Linked DNA regions of Sus scrofa: region 2 is linked to region 1. A link is a contact called in public HiChIP or PLAC-seq data. All regions are on one chromosome and are shown on one strand. Each heading gives the region's core, a stretch centred on a gene start, on an enhancer-like site or on the middle of the called end of the contact. The rest is flanking DNA. Distances are from core to core; before and after follow the strand shown. Region 1 overlaps VGLL4 (transcription cofactor vestigial-like protein 4). Region 2 overlaps VGLL4 (transcription cofactor vestigial-like protein 4).

Region 1 (6,340 bases), core at 2,649-5,148:
ACACAGGGGCAGGTCAAGGTTCTCTGCTGGAAAACCCGCCCAGGGCCGGGGGCAGCCAGGCCCATGACAGGGTGGGGTGGGAGCTGAGGTCATGAGAGCCAGTCAACATCCAGAGGTACCCTTCACACAGCAGCTGTGGCCAGAACCAACCAGAAGGTCCTCAAAAGCCTTGCAAAGCCATGGAAATCCATGATTTCAAGAAGATGTCAAAGAACTGCAGAGAGGGGAGGGAGGGCCCGCCTGCCGCCCTGTTCTGGGCAGAGACCTGGCGCTTGTCCCCCAGGCCACCAAGGGCCACAGCCACCCTTCTGAGGAACTCCGCCTGGGAGTGGCTGGAGCCAGAGGGCTGAATTCCCCAGATTCTAGAAATAAACTCCTCTTCCACGTAGGTCACCTCCCCTCTGCCCCCGAGGCCCTCTCTTCACGTCGCCATTTGCCCGCACCGCAAGTCTGCCTCCCCCTCCAGGGCTTCGAGGCTCCAGTGGCGCTGCGCGGTCACTAAGCGGATGACGAGTAGCTCAGCGTGTTCTTACTAACCCTACGTTCACAGATGAGTCGTCTGATTACCTGTCTCTGAACTCAAACCTTGAGTGTCCGTAGAGAGCTAGACCAGCTTCTAACACACCCTACGCAAAGCAGGGGTCTACACAGTTCTGGAAAAGGAACGAAGGAAACCATGGGCTCCAAGGTTGGAAGTGGAGCTGTTCACTGGCCTCACGGAATCACTGCCTCGCCCAGTTCCTGGGGTCCCCACAGGCAGTTGTCACAGTCGGGGCCAGAACCAAGTGCGGGAAGGGACAAGAGGGTAGGGACACAGCCAGCAGCCCGGAGGCCGAGCCCCAGCTCCGGCCACGCCGGTCCCTCCTCTGCTCAAAGACCCATTAGGTCACAGGCCCCAGAGGTTGAGAGAGAAAGGCTGTGGCTCAGGAGCTGATTCTTAGCCTCGATGCCAGTGTCTACTTTTATTACTATTCCCCCAGAAGCAGAAGCCCCCCTTTTAAGTCTATTTTCCTACCAATCTGTGTTTATCTTGTAGTAACTTAGTTTCCTTATTGTCCTTTAATAATACTAATAAAGAAAAAATCTTTGTCTGCCAATCACAGGTTTCTGACCAGCAGGAGCTAAGAGCCCCATGATCAGTGACTTGATGGAATTCCAGCCCAAGGTGAAGCAACCTGACATCTAACCCCACCTGTGAGGCTAATGTAGGATTAATGTAGGATTCCCCTTAGGATCATGGCAGGGGTCCTAGGAAGGCTGCTAGGAATACACCTTATCTAGATGGCATGTGTGCTTTCTGCACAGACCCTGAGCCCCACGGGACAAGGCCCAAACAGGCTCAGATTGGAATTAAAATGCAAGGTATAGCATTTGGTGAGACGATCCTGCTGCTGGCACCGTGTAGAGCCAAGGTGGGTTACCCCCCATATCTCTCATCACCTGCCTCGGCTCTGCCAGGAGCCACGGAGCCACCCATCCCCCACCCCCTGGCGCCTGGACCCACTACCAGCCACCAGCCGAGCGCCACAGAACAAAGACATACCTGCTGCCGCTCCACTGGGGTCAGGGTGGGTGAGATGCCGGCTGGCCTGCTGGTGTCTAGGCTGTTCTTGGTCAGTGCGAGGGGCTGCTCCATGCTGAGGCTGGGGAGGGACGTGTACAGGTGGCTGCCGTGCAGGCTCATGGTGGGGGCCGCGGCGCGCTCGATGGGGCTGCGGCTCCGCTCCCGGGGGTCTTTCCGGCAGTCTCCATTGGCAGTCTTGCTCCTGAAAAGAGGAGTGAGCGCTCAGGTGGGAACCTGAAGCTTCCATGGGCGAAGGGGCCTTCGACCACAGCCAGGCGCTCTCACCCATCCCATCGCCCCCCACCTTGCTGTGGAGAAGTCCCACACCACTATCGCCCCGTTTTCTGAGGTGTGGGTCAAACAGCTAGTTGGTATTGAAGAGCCAGGATGCTCGCCCAGGTTGGCGCTGGGTGAAGAACCTTCCCAGGCCCGAATCGGCTCCAGGGGGCCATCCAGACGAAGGCAGCGGCCCATCAGAGTGCTTCTACAACTCCCTGGCTAACAGCCCTGAGACCTCACCTGTGTGCTTGAGGCTGGCTTGGTTTGACAAGAACCTGCCATTACCAAGGATGAAGGCGGTGATGATGCCAAAGCAGCCGATGCCTCCCACACGCCGGCTCCTGCTCCAGGCCTCACCAGCCTCAGCGCATGAGGTCTCCCCAACAGCACTGGGAAGACCCCATAACCACCCCTCCCCAGAGGAGCCACCCTGCAGATGGAGCACGTGCCTGTCAGGTGGCAGGGGCTTGGGGGTGAGGCCCTCGCAAGCCTCAGCGGCTCTTAGAGGCCACAGACGGGGGTGTCCTGGTCAAAAGAGCTGCCTCGGAGGGTCTCAGTGGGGAGGGGCCATTATACAAACATAAAGGACTGCACTGGTACAGGGCAGGGGATCTGTGAGCATTAGCGGAACCAAATCTGCCGCAAACATAGTTCATCAGCTACAGAGGAACTAACTGCAAAGGCACAGCATTTCTTCCCTTTACTCTCCGGTCTGCTCTGCAGGAGGACTTGGAGGCAATTACATGGTACACGGCCAGCCACTGGGACCACCATGGAGCGGGTTCTGGTCAGAGTCCAGAAGAAGCACTCCACACAAGCCACAGGCCTTCCCATGATGATTCAGAAGGCGTCACAGGCCTTGACGGCAGAGTCTCCGCGGCTGTGATCTCGAGCGCCGATTTCCCGCAGAACCTCACAGAAGTGCCATGCCCGCCTGAGGGGTTTCAGGCCTATGGGAGAGGGCCTGGCGTTTACCGGACGGATGTTTATGACTAAGTATCTGAATTCTCAGAGTGTGAAAGACCCCACCGTTACAGACTCACTTTCAGTATCAGCTTTCTTTCTAAATTGGAGTAAAATAAAATGCAATGTATGACAAACTATGTAAATTGTGCTTCCCTGACACAGTCTCCCCTCCCTCCCCCAAAAAGTGAGGTTTTGGGGCCCAAGCAGGCTTAGGGACAGAGGTGCGAGCTTTGTTGTCAGTCTACCTCCGCCCAGTCCCGACTCCACGATATTCACCCAGTGTCCACCCAGCCCATCCCGCGGGTCCCAGGGAGGAACACATGGCACTGCTTTCTCCTAGACCCGTGATCTGGGGAGGACAGGAAGGCCGGGGCTGGGGCATCAGGCTCCCACGTGGCGACGGAAGCATGGCAGAGTCAGCGCCGGAGGTGTGTCACCTGTGCTCACAGCCACACCCAGTGGCCCTGAGGACGGGACTCGGGGGAGCAGGCCACCACAGGCAGGACACGGTGGGCATCGCGCAGCAGAAAAGACACTGAAACACACAGCAAACGTCTGAAGAGCCCGCTGGTTAATTTTAGTAAAATTATACATGACTCACATTTCCAGCTCACTTGCTGGAGCTTCAAGACAGACACTGTTTTCCACCCCCGGTGAATCATAGCCCAGCCTCCTTGCTTCCCGGGCGTCGTGCTCATGGACCCAAACCACACTCTTCCTGCCCGAGAGGCCCCAACGTCGCCTCCGTTCTCAGAGTGGGAGTCTGCTCGTGAGGAGCCAAGTGCAGCCCCTTTGGAGCCCAAAGGGCTCAGGGGCAGCCAGATGCTGAGAACCCGCCAGTGACCAGGGCTCGGGGACTGTTCCAAGTCCCAGGGACCCTTTCCTGTCCTGGGGAGGGGATCCCCTCAGCCAACCGTTTCAGGAAGGTGAACAGGGAAGGGGCCACAAAGTAAAAAGGTGATGCTTTCCTGCAGGACAAAGTGCTCTGGAGAAATGGATGCCACGTGCTGCCACTCCACCCCGTGAGGTGTGAAGCTGGGGGAGGTTCACTCGACTCCGGGCAACGAAAGTGTGAGGAGTCCATCACGTGAGAAAAGTGCACCACAGCCTCTTGAACTCATTCACATGAGACGCTCTGCCCTTTGACCTACTGGAGCTCAGAGCTGAAGGAAACCCCCAGGAAAGTCTTTCTTGACGTTCTCGGGCCTGAACTGAATTCCTTCACTGCCGACCCATCCTCATCCCGGGGACCCTTCCTCATCCGGCCATTAATTAACCAAACCAACCTGAGTCTGAACTCTTAGGACAAGGGAGGGGAAGTGGATCTAAGGCACTTCCGTCAATCCTTTGGAGGATATGCTCTGGGGCCCTGGGGGTCCCCATGCTGCAGACCCTTCGGCCCAGGTAAGACAAGGCCCAGTCCAGCCCTTGCCCCCTGGCTTCCCCACCCTGGGGCCCAGGCTCTGGTAACAACTAAACATGCCTGAGGTGACAGGATGACTGCGTGGGGTGCAGGACATTCTTGGCAGGAGTGGACTGACACTGTGGCAACACCCACTATGCACAGGGGTGGAGTTTAGATGGAGTTCAAAGCAGGAAGAAACTGGGAACAGGGCGAGGCCAGGAGGGAGCAGAGCCCATGAGGGTCGCAGGACAGGGCCTGTCTCCAACTCAACCCCCTTCCCTCTGCCCTTCATCCCTCACAGAACATCCACCCTCTGTGAACCTGTGGGCCGGTACTAAACCTTCACAGCCCAACTAGTAATAATCAAATTGTTAAAGCATCTTTAATTTTTAAAGCTTCCTCAGAGAAGAGACTTAATGCTACCGGACCTTACACTTAACAATGCCTAAAATGGCACTATGTATGTATCACAATTAAGTAACAATCAGAGTTCCTGTTGTGGCTCAGCAGTTAGTGAACTCGACTAGCATCCATGAGGACACAAGATCGATCCCTGGCCTCTCTCAGTGGGTTAAGGATCCAGTGTTGCCATGGCTGTGGCATAGGCTGGTGACTACAGCTCTGACTGGACCCCTAGCTTGGGAACCTCCAAATGCCATGGGTGTGGGTCTAGAAAGACAAAAAGACCAAAAAATAAAAAATTAAATTAAATTAAAATAAAATTTTAAAATAATAATTTTAAAAATTAAAGAGTTACTGTTGTGTCTCAGCGGGTTAAGAACCCAACACAGTGTCATGAGGACGTGGATTTGATCCCTGGCCTTGCTCAGCAGATTAAGGACCCCACAGAGCTGTAAGCTGCAGTGTAGGTCACAGATGCTGCTCGGATCCTACATTGCTATGGCATAGACCTCAGCTGCAGCTCTGATTAGACCCCTTGCCCAGGAACTTCCATATGCCATGGGTGTGGCTGTAAAAAAAAATTTTTTTTAATAAAGAAAATAAAAATAATAAAAAAAATAAAGAACAAAAAGTGTCTCCCCACCACCATTACTTGCTGAGTTGCGGGGTTTATGATGTGGATCAAGTAGATGGCACTATCTCAGTTTTTCAGAAAAGAAGACCGGGGTGGGGAAAATAAGCGCTCAGCCTGATGTAGGCAGGACGTCCACCAGGTGTTCCGCCTCCACCCCAAGCTTCAGGAGGCATTCCCTGACCCCTGAAACTGCAGGGCTGGAGGACACACTGGGGACCCTCGTAGCATGAGGGGACAGGCCCCCTGAGGTACCCCCCAGGCCGCTGTTATGTGTGGCTGTTCCCAGGGTGACTGGATGTCGGCGCCCTGCCCTTCACGCCCCGCCCCTCCCCAGTGTGCGGCGCAGGGCTGAGCACAGATGCCTGAACAGCCCTTCATTCACTGAGGAAGTGAACTATTCAGGGCACGCATCCTGTGTGAGTCCAGTTACCAGCGTCTGTGGTAAAGGAAGGGGCATTAAGGAAATCACAGGGGAAACTCCCAGCAGGAAAGACTTTTTTCTGAGAAAGGAGAATTTAGGGAGCATTTAAACAGCAGGCACACACAGCAGTGAAACGGTCTCTCCTTTTTCCTTCCCCATTGGTTTTCCTCCCCCAACTTCGACCTGTCCCCCAGGTCATCCAGACTTCACGTCTCACCTCCTCCTTTCTCCTTGTGAGCAGAACCCACTGCTTCCCAACCAAGCAGGAGGGGGTCTGGGTGTGTCTCTGAGACATCCTGGTCCAGTGCGTCACTCTGCTCAGTACCAATTTTATACGGGAAGCGGGGTGGGGGAGGGCACCGCTGAGCAGAAGGCAGGTGGTGGCTTGGGGAGGTGGTGGGAGGTCAGGCCCAGACACCCTCCTGAGTACAAAATGGTGAGCTGTGTCTCATGGGCAGGAAAAAGCTGACAAAGACTGGCCTTCAGAGCATCCCAAAGACATAGGACGACCTGCGGATTCTGTGCAGCCACACCAAGGACATCCTGCTCAGCAGTGACCTGGGCCTTTGCCTTGAGGAAGGTTGTATTGTATGTGACAACTGTCACTGCTTAATGTCACTTCATCATTAAGAAAAAAGTCACAGCCCGACCACATCAAAGGTTCAAGGG
Region 2 (6,340 bases), core at 1,991-4,490, 89 kb after region 1:
TCGTGGCAACTCTGGATACCTTACCTCCTGAGCAAGGCCAGGGATCAAACCCACATCCTCATGTATACTCCTCGGATTCGTTTTTATTGCACCACAATGGGAACTCCCAGGCATAACTTCCTTGAAATAAGAACTCAGAGAAGAAAGAGTAAGACAACAAGGAGAGGTGATGAGAGTTCAGGGAAGAAATAGAAAAGAAGAACTAGGCTATGGCAGAAATGGACGCCACATTAGGAAGAAATCAAAGAAACAGACGATGATGAAAAACTGAGCTTCAGTTCAGTATATGAAGGACAGGATTCAGGAAAGCACAGGGTTTGGTACATGGGTGAGCTGTCACTTGGCCAATGTTTTCTGCAGACTTTCTGGAAAGAAGCCGAGGAGAGCTATCAGAAGAGACATTCTTCTCTGGTGAATATGGTGTAGCCACCCTGTTACTACAAAGGAGGTCAGCCAAGGACAAAGCCACAGAGAAATGAAGCCAGAACACCAGGAGCCTTTGAATCAAACTGCATCTGGAGGCCACCTGATCTTCACACTGTCCTGCTATGTGAATTATTAAACTCCTTTTATTTTTAAGCTCATCTTTGAGTTTTCTATTACCTGCATCAAAAGCTTCTTCTTACGAGAGTTTTTAAAACTACCGAAATAGAAAACAGAAAATCTTTCACAATTTTAAAATAACACACCACAAAGACAAAACTGAAAAATTATCCAAAACAGTAGGAGAAAACAGCAAAATGGCTTGTTATAAAATTAACTTATCAAAACCCATAATAACAAAATTACAGGTGTGGTAGACGCAATCTGGTAGCCAATTCAAAATACACTCCCTGGAGTTCCCATTGTGGCACAGCGGAAGTGAATCTGACTAGGAACCGTGAGACTGTAGGTTTGATCCCTGGCCTCACTCGGTGGGTTAAGGATCTGGCGTTGCTGTGAGCTGTGGTGTAGGTCACAAATGCAGCTCGGATCTGGCGTTGCTGTGCCTGGGGTATAGGCTGGCAACTGTAGCTCCGATTCGACCCCTAGCCTGAGAACCTCCATATGTCATGGGTGCGGCCCTAAAAGAAAAAAAGAAAAATACACTCCCAACTCCTTTCTTCCTTATTACCTCCACTGGAGGGACTGAAAAAACTAAATATCTACTCTGTATTCCAGAGTTTCTTATAATTAAGAGTAGCCATGTAACACAGACCTGGCCAATGAAACATAAACAAAAGTTTGCTCTGGGCTTTTGGGAAAGCTTTTGCTTTAAAAAAAAAAAAAAAAGTTAGATACGGCTCATGATACCCTTTTTTCTCCTCCTCCCTTCCCTGACTTACTGTCTTAAATGCAAATGCAATGCCTGGAGATAAGGCAGCCATTTTGTGACCGTGAGTGAAAAGCATCAGAAGGCTGCAAAAGAAATTTAACAGTAGTTACTTCAGAAAAACTAGGAACTTGAGATGGGAGAGGATTTTCTTCACTGACTGAATCTTTTTTAAAAACATTTTATAATAAAGACTGGTAAATAAAGGTGGAGTTTTTTTATATAATGATTTTTTTTTTCATTATAGCTGGCTTACAGTGTTCTGTCAATTTTCTACTGCACAGCATGGTGACCCAGTTACACATACATGTGTAGATTCTTTTTTCTCACATTATTCACGCTCCATCATAAGTGACTAGACATAGTTCCCAGTGCTACACAGCAGCATCTCATTGCTTATCCATTTTAAAGGCAAGAGTTTGCATCTATTAACTCCAAGTTCCCAACCCATGTTTTTTTGCTTTTTTTAGAAATACAGAAGGAAGCGTTATCGGGGTCACTGAGCGTAGTTAGGAGATTTTAAAGAGAGAACAACTAAAGGCTGAGCAGGCAAAATAGCAGAGGAAAAGGTATTCAGGATCAAAATGATATGAAGCATGACTTTACTGAAGCAAAAGATTTCAGGGAGAGAAAGTAATAGAAAACATAACTGAAAAGACAGTTAAATATTAAATAAAGGTTGAGGACCAGGAATAAATCAGACAGAAATCAAACTTGACTCTATAGTAACACACTGTAGTAAAGAGTCCCATAGGTTCACTTTGGGGAAAGAGAGGGAGTAATATGATAAAAACAATGTTTGAAGATCAGTCCAAGATGCAAAATAAGTTGTGAGAGAAAGAAGCAAAAGAAAAAGGAAGCGAAAGTCACAACCAATTCATCCAACTCCACTTTCAGTTTTCAAAATTAAATTAGCAGTACCTGATAAAAGGAATTGTGTTGTTGCACATGATAAAGAACTTGGACAGCTCGATTACTACACATTATTTCTTTACATACTATTTCTGAGAGCAGCAATATGATGTATTTAACTTCTCAATGCTGAACCCAATGTAGAATACATTTGCCATTTCTTCTTCCACTTCAAGTATAAATTCCAACCAGTTTCAAAAAGCATTACCTCTTCTTTCCAAAGATCAGCATTCTCATCTATTAAATAAAGGAGATGGACCAAAAGTGCCCTTTTCAAGTCTAAGACTCTGTGTCTAGTTTAACCTCAGAACTGGTGGGAATGGTAGCTGAGAGTATCTGGGAACAGAGAGAGCTGGGGACCTGGGATTGAGTAACTGAGGCTGTGTTTAACGGGTTACTAATGACACCTGAGCACAAAGCAACTGAATCACACTGGATAAAACTTCCTGAACATTATTTCAGAGGTCCTCCACTTAGGAACCTGTACTCCCCAGTTATTTATCTTGAATGGGGGATCCCTAACAGCTACAGTAACTATAAGATACATAGATACATGAGTAACTTGCTATATAAAAAGTAAAAACTCACCCAGAATACCATCATTTTTTTCCCCTTCTTTTCTTTTTCTTTTCTTTTCTTTTTTTTTTTTTTTTCTTCTTCTTTTTTAACAGCTGTACCTGCAGCATATGGAAGTTTCCAGGCTAGGGGTCGAACTGGAACTGTAGCTGTGACCTGTGCCACAGTCTTGGCAACGCTGGATCCAAGTTGCATCTGTGACCTTCACCACTGCTTACAGCAACACTGGATCTTTTACCCACTGGGTGAGGCCAGAAATCGAACCTGCATCCTCACAGAGACAACATCAGGTCCTTAAAACCTGCTGAGCCACAACAGGGAACTCCACTATCATCTTAATGCATAAATGGTTTCTGTTTTTTATTGAGTTAGTTCCCCTCTATTTCTTTACAATAAGAAAATGTGACTCATACATGCAAATGGTGTATTACTCAGCCTTTAAAAAGAAAGAAATCCTCCCATATGCAACGGCATGGGTGAGCCTGGAGGACATTACGATAAATGAAGTAAGCCAGTCACAGGATAAATACTGCATGATTATCTTAGATAGGAATCTAAACAGTCAGATTCATGGAAACAGCAGGATGATGGTCATGAGGGGCTGGGTGCAACGGGAGTTGCTGTTCAACAGGATGAAGTTTGAGCTAGCAAGATAAATATGTTCTAGAGCTCTGCTGTATAGTACTGTACCTACATTTAATAATACTGTAGTGTGCACTTAAAATCTGTTAAGAGGGTAGATGATTTCACATTAATTGTTCTCACCAAAATTTTTAAAACACCAATAACATATATTGAAGAACATCATTCACTATCATATGTTTTGTTTCTATACACATTGCTGTGATAAAATCATCTAATCAATACAGCATTTGGATCAATTACAGAAATCATCTTTAATATTCAGCTTCTCAGTATTTTTTACCATCAACTTTTTAGACATTGTGAACTTTCATTGTTACCTAATTAATGCAATGATAGATTTCTGACACTGAGATATTCTCTTCTGTAAATCTTTATCTGCACATAAAGATATGTATTTTTCAAATTTTTTTAGGCGTTCCCATCATGGCGCAGCAGAAACGAATCTGACTAGGAACCATGAGGTTTCAGGTTCCATCCCTGGCCTTGCTCAGTGGGTTAAGGATCCAGCATTGCCTTGAGTTATGGTGTAGGTCGCAGACACGGCTTGGATCTGGCGTTGCTGTGGCTCTGGCGTAGGCTGGCAGCAACAGCTCCAATTAGACCCCTAGCCTGGGAACCTCCATATGCCACGGGAGTGGCCCTAAAAAGGACAAAAGACAAAAAAAAAAAAATTTAAAAGACGTTTTTGGAGGAGTTCCCATCAATGGCGCAGCAGAAACGAATCTGACTAGAAACTATGAAGTGGCAGGTTTGATCCCTGGCCTCGCTCAGGAGGTTAAGGATCCAGCGCTGCCATAAGCTGTGGTGTATGTCGCAGACACAGCTCGGATCTGGTGCTGCTGTGGCCAGCAGCTGTAGCTCCAATTAGACCCCTAGCCTGGGAATCTCCATATGCCTTGGGTGTGGCCCTAAAAAGGCAACAACAACAAAAAAAAAAAAAAAAAAAAAAAGAGAGAGAGAGAGAGAGAGAGAAGAATGTTTACAGCCCTGGGATGCAACCCAGGCTCAGTAAGTAACTGTGTCATCGCAGAATGCAGCGGCAGAGCCAACAGAAGTTTCAATAGAAAAGCATTTAAATTTTTTAAACTAAATAACAGGGAGTTCCCATCATGACTCAGTGGTCACAAACCCAACTAGTATTCATGAAGACACAGGTTTGATCCCTGGCCCTGCTCTGTGGGTTAAGGATCTGTCACTGCTGTGAACTGTGGCGTAGGTCACAAATGCAGCTCACATCCCATGTTGCTATGGCCGTGGCATAGGCGGGCAGCTACAGCTCTGATTCCACCCCTAGCCTGGAAACGTCCATATGCCCTGGGTGTGGCTCCAAAAAGACAAAAATTAAATTAATTAATTAATTAAATGACAGGAAATAGACTTTTGTGGCGAAGCATTTGATTTGAGCACTTCACTAGGCAATGTATAAAATTCTAACATTTCAGAACTTAAAGGGATCTAGGGCTTGTCTCACCCTCCTACACTGCTGGCAGGAATATAAATTGGTACAACCACTATGGAAAACAGTATGGCAGCTCCTCAGAAAACTAAAAACTGAACTAGAGTAGAATCCAGCAATCCCACTTCTGGGCATATATCCTGAGAAAACCATAATTCGAAAAGATAACATGAACCCAAAGGTTCACTGCAACACTATTTACAATAGCCAGGACATCAAAGCAATCTAAATGTCTGTCGACAGAAGAATGGATCGAAATGATGTGGTACATCTATACAATGGAATATTACTCAGCCATAAAACAGAAAGAAATAATGCCATTTGCAGCAACATGGATAGACCTGGATATTATCATACTAAGTGAAATTAGATAGTGAAAAACAAATATCATGTGATACCACTTACATGTGGTATCTTCAAAAAAAAAAGAAAAGGATACAAATGAACTTATTTGTACAAGAGAAATAGATTTACAAACTTTGAAAATTTGTGGTTATCAAAGGGAAGGAGGGAGGAGCAGGGATGGACTGGGGGTTTGGGACTGGCACCTGTGCACTGAGATACATGGAATGACTGGCCAACGGGGACCTGCTATATAGCACAGAGAACTCTACCCACTATTCTGTGATAACCTGTATGTGAAAAGAATCTGAAAAAAGAATGGATGTGTGTATATGTATAACTGAATCACTCTGCTGTACAGTGGAAAGATCACAACATTGCAAATCAATTAAACATCAATAAAATTTTTTAAAATGAAAAAAAAAAAAAAAAAAAACTCACCTCCTCACCAGAGTTCAAGAAACCACTGTACAGGGAGTTCCCGTCGTGGCGCAGTGGTTAATGAATCCGACTAGGAACCATGAGGTTGCAGGTTCGATCCCTGCCCTTGCTCAGTGGGTTAACAATCCGGCATTGCCGTGAGCTGTGGTGTAGGTTGCAGACTCGGCTCGGATCCTGAGTTGCTGTGGCTGTGGCGTAGGCCGGTGGCTACAGCTATGATTGGACCCCTAGCATGGGAACCTCCATATGCTGCAGGAGCGGCCCAAGAAATAGCAAAAAGACAAAAAAAAAAAAAAAAAAAAAAAAGAAAGAAGACCCATGGATGGTGGCCCCACTCAGCTCCAGCTCTGGGCAGGGACTTAATCTCTCTCCTGGGAGCCTGTTACCCAGTGCTGGACCACTCCTCACGTTAGACATTTTTTATTTCCAGGGAGCTGAAATCAACTCCTACAACTTCTGGGATAGATCCTAGTGGGGTCCACTGGAGCAACACCCATAAGCTTAATCCTTCCTTTAAAATGAGATCTGTCATTTAGAAGCCAACAATCTGTGTCACCTTTAGTCTTCTTCCCTCAGAAAAAGAAAAAGTATTTCAGTTTTAACCTCACATCACTCTGTTCAACCTCCTTCGTGCAAATTTAGTTTGTTATTGATAT

The links. HiChIP or PLAC-seq counts read pairs in DNA pulled down with a chosen protein or histone mark.
Region 2: a contact with region 1 is called in an H3K27ac HiChIP or PLAC-seq map of alveolar macrophages. The contact joins two enhancer-like sites. A contact is called at or near these places in 4 of 47 Hi-C or Micro-C datasets (blood, embryonic fibroblasts and mesenchymal stem cells) and 1 of 2 datasets of contacts at active chromatin or transcription factors (alveolar macrophages).

What each region holds. Positions count from the first base shown.
Region 1 is chr13:67,704,718-67,711,057 of Sscrofa11.1, forward strand. VGLL4 (transcription cofactor vestigial-like protein 4) reads right to left here. Exons shown (of 7, transcript XM_021071114.1): 5 at 1,544-1,766. Among named protein-coding and RNA genes, the nearest start is that of VGLL4, 170 kb to the right of the region's middle. Within about 2 kb of position 3,899, at least 24 of the 83 cell types and tissues checked have an H3K27ac peak or open chromatin away from gene starts, as enhancers often do. A contact at or near this core is called in alveolar macrophages, where this site is marked.
Region 2 is chr13:67,794,786-67,801,125 of Sscrofa11.1, forward strand. All of the region lies in intron 2 of VGLL4 (transcription cofactor vestigial-like protein 4), which reads right to left. Among named protein-coding and RNA genes, the nearest start is that of VGLL4, 75 kb to the right of the region's middle. Within about 2 kb of position 3,241, at least 3 of the 83 cell types and tissues checked have an H3K27ac peak or open chromatin away from gene starts, as enhancers often do. A contact at or near this core is called in alveolar macrophages, where this site is marked.